Regions from separate parts of the Sus scrofa genome. Here region 2 is linked to region 1. A link is a contact called in public Hi-C data. All regions are on one chromosome and are shown on one strand. Each heading gives the region's core, a stretch centred on a gene start, on an enhancer-like site or on the middle of the called end of the contact. The rest is flanking DNA. Distances are from core to core; before and after follow the strand shown.

Region 1 (5,374 bases), core at 2,113-4,612:
GAGCTGCACGACCTTGGGCACACACTGCCTCCATCTCCCTTTCTGACAACGCTCGCTCGTTGGCTTATTATCAGGATTAAGTGACTTGATGGTGTCTGCCCTGGTCCCAGGCTCCCCCTGCTTGGGTTCCACCCTGTACACAGCCGGCCGTCAGTTTTGTCTCAGCCTGGCCATACCTGGCCTCTGAAGCGTCTCTGCTTCCCTTCCCCCCACCGGACCTTGGCATCTGAGGACCTTCCAGACTAGTCCACACTGCCTTTTCCAGACCCATCTCTTATTAGTCCCCAGCATAAGCCCCCATCCCCCAGCCAGTCTGGACTAGGCATCCTTCCCTAAAGAGGTATTTGCTTTCTTCATGTTACGCTTGGCTTAGTCCATCCTGTTTGCCTAGGATGAGTTCCTTTTCTCATCTTTGCTCATCAAAAATCCCATCACCCTTCAAGATACCCTCCATAGCCACCCTAACTAGGGAGCGATTGGGTGTGGCCTCCAAACTCTGAACCCTGGATAATCTGTGCTTGGATGGCACTTGTCATGTGTGGCCTGGAGAATGAAGATCTTAGCATTTTTGTTTCCCCTTCTCAGTTGTAAGCCCCATGGAGGTAGGAAGTCCAGTGCTTCTTATGTTAGGACTTAATAAGTCTTTGTTGAACTGGTGAAGCTCCCTTTGTCACAATTTTGTCCTATCAGTTCGAATTTGATAGTTTCCTCTGCTGTTCAGAGGAAGAGGAAAGCAGAGTATACATGCAATCAGGGTTTGGCCTTACTTCATTAATATATACTTTCTGAGTATCTGGTGAATGTTAGAAACTGTGCTAATTGCTGGGGTTAAAAATAATAATAATAATAGCTGCAATTTACGGAGCCCATCCTGGGTGCTAGGCACTGTGCTACATAAGCACTCTTCAGATTACCTCACTTAATACTCATGATAACCTTAGTGAGAAAGATGTTTTCAGTGCATTATCATGTAAGCTGTAGGTCAGAGAGGTTAGTAACTTGCTCAAGGTCACCCAGCTAGTCATGAGTAGAGCCAGGATTTGAACCCAGGTTGTGTGCCCCCAAACCTGTGCTCTTAACCGGATAAATATGACAGTTCTATCTTTTGAGTTAGTAAGCGTCCAGGGATGAAGACTGTGGACGGGTCCACATCTTCTCCGCCGACTTTATAACACTGAACTTCTACCGCACCAGCCTTCCTGCTGTCGCTTCAGTGTGCTAGACTTGTTTCTGCCTCAGGACCCCTGCACCTGCAGCAGTCCAAACACCTGCCTAGAATGCTCTCACCCTGACCTTCACTGGTGTGTCTCATCACCTTCACTGGTGTGTCTCATCACTCAAGTCTTGGCTAGAAAGTCTTCTTCTGGAGAGACTCCCCTCAACTCCCCAGCTCATGTAGCAGTCCTCTTTCCCACCCCCTCCATGCACTCAATCACCCTGTTTTATTTTCTTCTGGATATTTATCGCTGTCTGAACTGATCACATGTTCACTTGTTCATGTATTTATGAACTGAAGAACTGAAGCCCAGCAAGAGTAGAGATTTACTTACCTCCAAATCCCTGGTATCTAGAACAGGACTTGCACATAATAGGTCCTTAGTAAATATGTGTTGTGTGTTGAATGAATGGATGAATTTTTGAGCAGCTGTCTCGGGTTGGGTTCTGTAAAAGCAGACACTGCCATAGACTTTGGGGGTGTAAGATGTTGTAGGGAATCAGCACTTGTTAAAGGAAGGGAAAGGGGCAGGATTGAGGAGAGGGAGGAACTGATCTGTGATACAGATCCAACAGAGCTTCAGCCAACCCAATGGCAAGTTTTAGAGTGAATTAAAAAAAAAAAAAAATCCTTGGAGTTCCCATCATGGCTCAGTGGTTAACGAATCCGACTAGGAACCATGAGTTTGCGGGTTCTATCCCTGTCCTCGCTCAGTGGGTTAAGGATCCGGTGTTGCCATGAACTGTGGTGTAGGTCGCAGATGTAGCTCAGATCCTGCATGGCTGTGGCTGTGGTGTAGGCCGGCGGCTACAGCTCTGATTCGACCCCTAGCCTGGGAACCTCTATATACTGTGGGAGTGGCCCTAGAAATGGCAAAAACACCAAAAAAAAAAAACCTCTAGACTGACAATAAACTAGCATTACGATTAAAAGTCAGGTTTACTCTAGACCTAGCTGTGGCCTTTATACTCCCTCCCTCCCCCACTATGTCTCTTAGTTAAGATATGTGACCTGCTCTTAGAATGGCATGACCTCGGGCCAGGAGGACCTCTAAAGCTGAGGCTGAACCTGAAGGAGCTGATGTTGGATGCTGTTTGCTGACCATACTCCCCATGACTAGAGAGTGAGTCCTTCCTTAAAGAGGTCTTTGGACAGTGACTTTTAATATCTTCCAACTACTGATAATACTGTAGTGTGTACCTTATGTATTACTATTAATTTAAGATGTGGTCTTCCGAATTTATTTATATCTAAAAGCTGGAGCAATTTATACCAGCTCTTTTATTTTATTATAAATTTTATTGGAGTGTAGTTGACTGACAGTGTAGTATCAGCTTCAGGGGTACAGCAAAGTGCATCAGTTATATGTACACATATATCCATTCTTTTTTCACATATAGGTTATTACAGAATATTAAGTAGATTTCACTGTGCTATACAGTAGGTCCTTGTTATCTACTTTATCTGTAGTAGTGTTATACCATACATTTTATACTTTTTTCTTTCCAGAGCTGCACCCTTGACATGTGGAGGTTCCCAGGCTGGGGGTCAAATCGGAGCTATAGCTGCCAGCCTACACCACAGCCACAGCAACAGCAACATGGGGCCCAAGCCATATCTGGGACCTACACCCCAGCTCACAGCAATGCTGGATCCTTAACCCACTGAGCTAGGCCAGGGGTCCAACCTGCAATCCTCGTGGATACTAGTCAGGTTCAATAACCCCTGAGCCACGACGGGAACTCCCCTTACCAGAAATTTTAAAGCAAATCAGTACTTTTGCCTTCAAATCATTCATTGCTTTGGTTCACATATGATATTCAATGACTTTTTTCTTTCTTTCTCTCTCTCCCTCCCCCTTTCTTTCTTTTGACACAGTATCATAATTTTTGGAAGTGGACCAAAAACTTGCCTGGAATTAACATGCCCATTTTCTAGTTAGTGACATATCTTCAAGGTGATCACATTTTTTAACTTTTCCAAGTTCTGGTAAACTGAAGTTTCTTTTTTCTGTAAAGCATTGTTGACATTTTTTCCGATGATAAATTTCTGTACGTCATGCAAACCTTTAGGCAAAGAGCAGCTTCCTCAGATCATGTCACATTTCATACTTTTAAGGGTTCATCTTTGGGTTAGGTCATCTAGCTTGTGAGAAGTATTGAGCAACATCACCATTAAATGGTCACAGTCGGTGTTACTTTCTCTTTTTCTGAAGTCTAGAGCTTGCTGATTTTTTTTTTTTTTTTTTTTTTTTTGATCTGGTCATTTTCTTCTTTGGGGAATTTCGTTTCCCTTTGTTCACTTCTTTATAGCTCTGAAGTGAGCATGGTTTTTGGAGCCTTGGTTTTTATCGCTTTGCTTGCTGTATAGTAATTGACACACTAAACACATTCCAGGTCCCATGTTCCATTTACATATGGACACACACTACTTGATGACTCAAATAGTCGATAATGAATCCCCTTTATCCTGGGATAGCTTTGAGATTCTGGCTTACTGTGTTGGTCTGTTCTCCTTAAACATGGGACTGACAGCATCGGCTATTGGAAACAAATGACCTTTTATTTCTGCCGGCATTTCATCACCATGGGTGCATCCCAATCTAATTATATGTTGAGCTGCAATCAACAGAGGCTTCCTCTCATTTAATTTTCTGCTGACTTAATTTTTTCCCTGTTCGGAAACCTCCAGGATTCTTATATCAATTTCAGTTTCTTAAATAGGTTTCCTTTCATGATGGCCTGTTCCTAGTCTGTTACTTTGCTATTCAGTTACCCTGTCTGCCCATGTTATCTGTTTAAAAAACAAAAACAAAACGAAACCAAAAAAAAAAAAAAAACCCCAAAATGCTGATATGTTGGTGGGCTCTGCTCTGCCATCTAAAATGTTATGAGAAGAACTATTTGTGTTGTTAAAACATCATTGTGAGTTAGCCTAGTGGCCCATGCCTCTCAGTACATGAGATGCATTTGGCCTCAGAAAGGGAAAAAAAAAAAAAAATCTGAACCAGAATCCTCATTGAAGTCCTAATTTGGCTTCAGTAAGAATTCATCAAAAATATAGAAACCGCATTTCCTAGGAAATGGAGGCTTTTTCCTGTATTTGGGAGTGGTAAAGGCTACGCCCAAGAACTTGGAACAGACACAGCACTGGCAAACAAACAAAAGATCTGCAGGGCAGAACTTCCTTTTTATTCCCTGAGCTCTTTCCCATTGTCTCAGAGAAGATGGGGCAAAATACCCAGACAGAAGCTGCTTCAGTATTGTCTTTTATCGATAGCTGCTTGTGTGCAGTGATTCCTCTTGGCCCATGGTGTCTGCTGGACAGTTGGAGGCTTTTTGAAGGCATTGTATTGTTGGAGAATAATTAGGGTGAATGAAGCAGGGGGTAGGGGTTAACAACAATTCTTTGTTGCGAGCAATTGCTAGTCTTGGCATCAGTATTGGTAACAAGGCCAATCTACTGGAAGGGATCGAAACAAAAGATGGAAAGGTTGCGGTTGGTTTGTCTAATCCATCCTGCAAATCCACCCATGCATGGCCATTGTGTCCTGCGAGCTCTCTGGAAATGCCTTTGGTCACACTGCATTCCAAGCCACTGGGTGGGTGATCTCCAGGCAGTCTTGTACATGGATTTCCTAGAATGCTTCCCATGGCAAAAAAAAAGGGGGGGGGATGCACAGGTGTTGCCTTGGCAATTAATCGGCATACTTCATAAAGAAAATAATCTTCTAACATTTGGGTACATGAGTGACAGTGGTATGAAAGGCTCATGAGCATTCTCTTCAAAGGGGGTGTAAAAGGCTGTCCTAACACAAAAGAGCCGAGATGTGCGACTGATGAAAGGTGAAAACACCTAGGCAGAACCACGACCTCTGTCCTCCCTTTCTCCTCCCTCCTCTCTCGGCCAGTCAGGCCCTGTCTTGGTTGAAGGGGCCTTAATCCCACTTGTATTGTGATCTAGAGGAGCCCCAGCTGGGGGGCGGGAGGGGGGAGTCCCAGCAAACTGGGGTGGCTAAAAATGTAATGCTTCCAAGAAAGTGGTAATAACTGAAAAGCTTTACAAACTGGTGACCGCTCTCCCCTCAACCACTGGGGGAATGGGAGCTGCCGCTAAGTTCTATGTCCCGCAGGCATCCAGCTCTGACTGATCAGATAG
Region 2 (5,476 bases), core at 950-3,449, 160 kb before region 1:
TGGGGTATAGGTCGCAGATGTGGCTCAGATCCTGCATTGCTGTGGCTGTGGTGCAGGCTGGTGGCTTCAGCTCTGATTGGACCCCTAGCCTGGGAGCCTCCATATGCCATGGGTATGGCCCTGAAAAGACAAAAAAAAAAAAAAGAAGAAAAATGTTAAATATCCCCAGATGAAAGGGGCAGTTGGCAGTTTGGGGGATCACTAGCCTAGTTGTACCACACAAGGTACAAAAAACAAAACAAAAAAATGTGGTATCCAGGAAAGATAGTTAATAGACATAAAGCTTTTAGAATTGTTACATATTGGCATTGACTTGATGATTGTTTGATCAAGATACAAATTGAGAATATTATTTATTTCTTATGGTAAAATATAGTTTCTTTTCATACAAGTAAAGCATTTTTATTTACGTTTTTTGGTTTTGTCTTTCCTTTCTAAGAGAAATATAAAGAATTCCACTTATTTATTTTTATCGTAGGAGTAGGAAGCACATCAAAAGTACAATAGATAATAAAACATACCTCCCGACTATGTTATGATTGGTTAAATAGCATGGAGGTAAGGAGAGGATGAGAGGGAGAAACACTCTTTTTGTCTCCCAAACCCCATGATAAAACATTGTGTGTGTGCATTTGCATGTTGGGATATTTTGTTATTGAATAAATCTTACTAGAACTTTTTATAAATTTTTTTTCTAAGAGCTGAAATGCTAAGCCATTACTTTAGCTCTACTTTTTTTTTTTTTTTTTTTTTTTTTTGCTTTTGCTTTTTCTTTTTAGGGTTGCACCCGCAGCATATGGAAGTTCCCAAGATAGGGGTCCAATCGGAGCTACAGCCGCTGTCCTGCACCACATCCACAGCAACGTGGGATCTGAGCCGTGTCTGCAACCTACACCACAGCTCACAGCAATGCCGGATCCTTAACCTACTGAGTAAGGCCAGGGATCGGACTGACATCCTCACGGATCCTAGTCAGGTTTGTTAACCACTGAGCTACGAAGGGAACTCCCTCTCCTTTTTTTTTTTTTTTTTTTTTTGAGAAGTCCATTAACTTTTCCTTTAGAAAGTGGAATGTGTCATATCTTATTTTACAGAGGAATAAATGAGTTTACTATCTTGTGACACCCTAATCTGGTGACATTTGGAAATAGCATTACTCTGGTAGTGTCTTGCTTTGGTAACTATAGACCTGGACACTATTGACACTTGAACTGGATAATTTCCTTGTTGTGAGGGCCTCTTCTGTACCCTGTAGAAGATTTAGCAGCATCTCTGGCTTCAGCCCACTAGATGCCAGTAGCAATCCCTCCAACCCCCTGGGGACAAAGTCATCCCTGATTGAGAACCACTACTGTAGACATACATGTTGATTCTACACAGCAGGTTTAAAAGTGGATCCCACACTGTCTTTAGCAGTCTGAGGTACTTCCCCAGTCTTTGCGATCTGGGGCAGCAAAGTAACACAAAGGCAAATATTTGGGGCAAAATATATTTTTTCCTAAGACTCACTCGATTTTGGGGAGATTTTCAAGAAACATTAAAGCTAGCCCTTGGGTTCTGAATTGCTTGATTGGTCAATTGATCAGTTCATTCACTCCAAAAAAAAAAATATTGAGCACCTGCTATATGCCACTCTCAGTGTTGGTGATATGTGTGTTGCTGTGTGGTTTTTGTCACTCTCTGTAGTGAATTGGTGGGTGGTAAGCCTGTAGGTAGACCAGTTAAGATGCTGTTAGGTGTAATATAGGTCAAGAATGATGGTTGCCTGGATTTGGATAGTAGCAGTGGGCTGATGAGAAGAGATTTTATAGAGAGATATTTAGGAGGTAAAAATACTATGATTTAGTGATTGATTGGAGAAAGGAAGGAATCAAAAATAATTGCAGGTTTCTGGTTTAATTAAAAGGGTGAAGAGTGTTGGTATTCACTAAGAAGAGAAATAGAGTGGGAAGAATGGACTTTTTTGGAGAGTGGGACTAGATATTGATTTCAACAACTTTTATACTTTCAGTTGAAGGTGCCTTTCTGAGACATCCAAGAGGATGAACTAGACAATGAATTTGAAAATTGTTTTATTCCTTGTGGTATCCTCCATTTTTTTAGATGGTGTTTACACTTCTAGGAATGGAGGCCAGTTTAGGCTAGATGTGTAGATTTGGTATTCTTCAGGGTGTAGTTGGTGTCATTGAAATTGAGGAAGCAGATGACATTGTGCAAGGAGAGGGCTTTTGGGGAGAAGCAACATTCTGGGAAGTGTGTCTGCTGACAGAACTAAAGAGGGGGAATTGGAGAAATGTGAGGAAAGTCAGGAATGTATGTATGGTTTATGGAAGCCAAGGGAAGAGAAAGAAGGAAGCTAAAAGAGGGAGTTTTGAATTCGGGTAAATGGTCAAGTAAGATCACTGGATTTCACAACTAAAAAGCATGGGTGACTTTCTGAGAACCTTTTTGGTAGGCTGGTGGTTGCAAGAGTTCAGTAAATTTGGTTAAAGAGTAGTTGGGAGTGAGCGGATGGAATCTGCATGTGCAAGTCATGCTTTGATGTATTTTGGCTGGTGATAGCATATGCAGGGAATCATGGACTAGCGGGGGACATATGGGCTTGAACATGTTTAAATGTTGATAGGAACGACACAGTGGAGATGCAGAGATAGACACAGGAGAAGAGAAAATGAGGATGGGAGCAACCTGAGATGGGATGGGTTCAGAGCACAGGGATACCCCTCAAACTGGAGCGATGTTATTAGTCATCGAGAAGGATCACTTTCTGCTGGGATTAGCTTCCAGTCTAAGGGGTCTTCTCAGGGAATTACGCTTCTGGGGCTTCCTGAGGTTCAGAATGGCAGAGGCATTAAGAGACTCTTGGCAAAGTCGATATCATTTCTGAATTCCCCAGTGGTTCATTTAATGTCTGGGTAGCAGGCATGTTTTAGAGTTGGACTCTGAACCTGTGGATTAGGTTAGGGCTTGGTGTCCAATTCTAGTCTAAATAAGTAAGTAGCACGTGCTCTGAACTTCTCTAAAGACTTAACCAGGTGTTGAAATACAATCTGGAGAGATCACCTATAGCCAGTCTACCTTAACCAGCAAATATGTCATTTGCATTATGATTCTCCATTTTTACTAATCTATGTGATGGATTGTTGATTGTAGCAAACTCTGGGTTCTTATAATATTAAGCTTAAAAAACTATAGAGTTCAAATGTCGAAGAGTTAATTATAGGTCATTTTCTTCTATGGTTTGATAGAGAGTGGGCTTTGGAGCCAGAAAAAAAGTGGATTCAAATACTAGCTCCATCATTGACTAAGCTTATATGGCCTTAGGAAGTCTTTTTACTCTATAACATCCTCATGATAATAATACTTGGTGATGTTTAACTTGCATGTGATTAATTAGAGGTCATGCACATATACCAGCACATTGTTGATATTAAATAGTTGATATTATTTCTATTTATTTAAAAATAATTTTTATGCTATTATAGGACCCTTAGTGAGAACAGTCTGAATTTGTTAGAATTCTAAGTCAAAATCAAGAATCTTATTTTTCCATAGGTCTAAGAAATTTAAAAAAAGGTTTTTTTTAAATTTTATTGGAATTGAGTTGACTTGCAATTTTTTTTTTTTTTTTTTTGCCTTTTCTAGGACCGTTCACATGGCATATGGAGGTTCCCAGGCTAGCGGTCCAATCTGGAGCTGTAGCCACCAACCTATGCCAGAGCCACAGCAACGTGGGATCTGAGCCCTGTCTGTGACCTACACCACAGCTCATGGCAACGCCGGATCCTTAACCCACTGAGCAAGGCTAGGGATCGAACCTGCCACCTCATGGTTCCTAGTCGAATTCGTTAACCACTGAGCCACAACAGGAACTCCCCTTGCAAAGTTGTATTAGGTTCACGTGTACAGCAAAGTGAATCAGTTATACATATAAATATATCTATTATTTTTTCCCGTATAGGTTATTACAAACTAGTGAGCAGATTTTCCTGTGCTATACAGTAGGTTCTGTTAATCATCTATTTTATGCAGTAGAGTATATGTTATTCACACCCTCCCAATTTCTCCCTCCCCCTATGGCAACCATATGGTTTCCCCTGTGGTGACCATAAGATGGGTTTTGAAATCTATGAGTTTGTTTCTGTTTTATAAATAATTCTTTATTGTTTTGTCTTGTTTTCTTTTCTTTTTAGGGCTAACCTGCACCACATGGAGGTTCCCAGGCTAGGGACTGAATCAGAGCTGTAGCCACCGGCCTACCCCACAGCAACGCCAGATCCTTAACCCACTGGGCGAGGCCAGGGATCGAACCCGCAACCTCATGTTTCCCAGTTGGATTCGTTTCCCCTGTGCCATGAGGGAACGCCTATAAATAAGTTCTTTTGTACCATTTTTTTAGATCCCGCATATAAGTGATATATAATATTTGTCTTTCTCTGACTTCGCTCATCCTGGTCATCTCTAGGTTCATCCATGCTGCTGCAGATGGCATCAAGAGAGATTAATGGTGATGTCTTTGGTCTAAGTTTTGATAGGGACAGAAGATTCGAGAAGTCAGCCTGGCCCACTGAAAAGATCTTTTATCGGCCTGCATGTCATCATAGTAAATAGAGAGAAAGGAGTAAAATTCTAGAATATGGAAGTAAATGAAATTTTTCTTGGATCCCTATTATTTTCTATTCCTGTATCGCAGTTATTTTTTAAAAATAGATTTAGCCTCTTCCACCCTCTTTTCCTGTTTAGTAACTCCCTTCCACACCCTCACCCCCGTCTTTTTTTTTTTTTTTCCTTCTTTTCTTCAGATTACTGGGAACTTTTTCATGTTTCAGGATTTTGCTGTGTATCATTCATGCCAGGAAAGCTTCCTGTGCAGGAGAGCTGCTGTGAGATGTTGGCATGAGCGAGCGAGATGGAGAGAGGAGAGGAGAGGGTGAGTGGGAGGAAGGGAGGGAGGGAGGAGAGAGAAGGAGGAAGGCAGGGGAGAAATGGTGTCTGAGGTCCTTGCGCTTTTTTTTGTTCCTCCTTGAGAGAAGCTTCAGCTATCTGTTTGGCTCTGGCTCCGTGGTGTTATGGGTGTAGCTGAAGAAGGGGGCTGGGAGGGGGAGAAGGCAATTAAAACCTTGAACACTGTAAAGCCCTTCTAATTAAATGGCAAGGGTGGAAAAATAAAATTCCTTCTTAGGCCTTATTTCTCTTCTCCCTTTAAAAGTCGGCTGAGGGATGGCAGTTCGTGTCCCTTAGAAAAGATAAAGTTCAAAATAACTCTGGAAAGAAAAACAGTCTTTAGGAACTTTTCAGATAAAGCCATCTTTATTGGACTTCCCCGGGCCCCTCACCTATATCCTCCTCCCACCCCAAGCACCCAATTCTCTGGAGCATTGAAGGAGACAGTTCGAGTGTCTAACTGCTCCGTTTCCTTTGTTCATGCTGCTTTTGGTCCTTGCTGGGAAATGCTCTGAAAACTGAACCGGCCACT

What was found. Hi-C and Micro-C count contacts between places; a contact is called where the count stands out from the background.
Region 2: a Hi-C map of alveolar macrophages shows a contact between it and region 1, with 2.4 times the contacts expected there. The contact joins two enhancer-like sites. A contact is called at or near these places in 15 of 47 Hi-C or Micro-C datasets (alveolar macrophages, brain, embryonic fibroblasts and 9 more) and 1 of 2 datasets of contacts at active chromatin or transcription factors (skeletal muscle).

The regions. Positions count from the first base shown.
Region 1 is chr7:91,952,774-91,958,147 of Sscrofa11.1, forward strand. All of the region lies in intron 8 of RAD51B (DNA repair protein RAD51 homolog 2), which reads left to right. Among named protein-coding and RNA genes, the nearest start is that of RAD51B, 360 kb to the left of the region's middle. Within about 2 kb of position 3,363, at least 7 of the 83 cell types and tissues checked have an H3K27ac peak or open chromatin away from gene starts, as enhancers often do. A contact at or near this core is called in alveolar macrophages, where this site is marked.
Region 2 is chr7:91,798,537-91,804,012 of Sscrofa11.1, forward strand. All of the region lies in intron 8 of RAD51B (DNA repair protein RAD51 homolog 2), which reads left to right. Among named protein-coding and RNA genes, the nearest start is that of RAD51B, 210 kb to the left of the region's middle. Within about 2 kb of position 2,200, at least 1 of the 83 cell types and tissues checked has an H3K27ac peak or open chromatin away from gene starts, as enhancers often do. A contact at or near this core is called in alveolar macrophages, where this site is marked.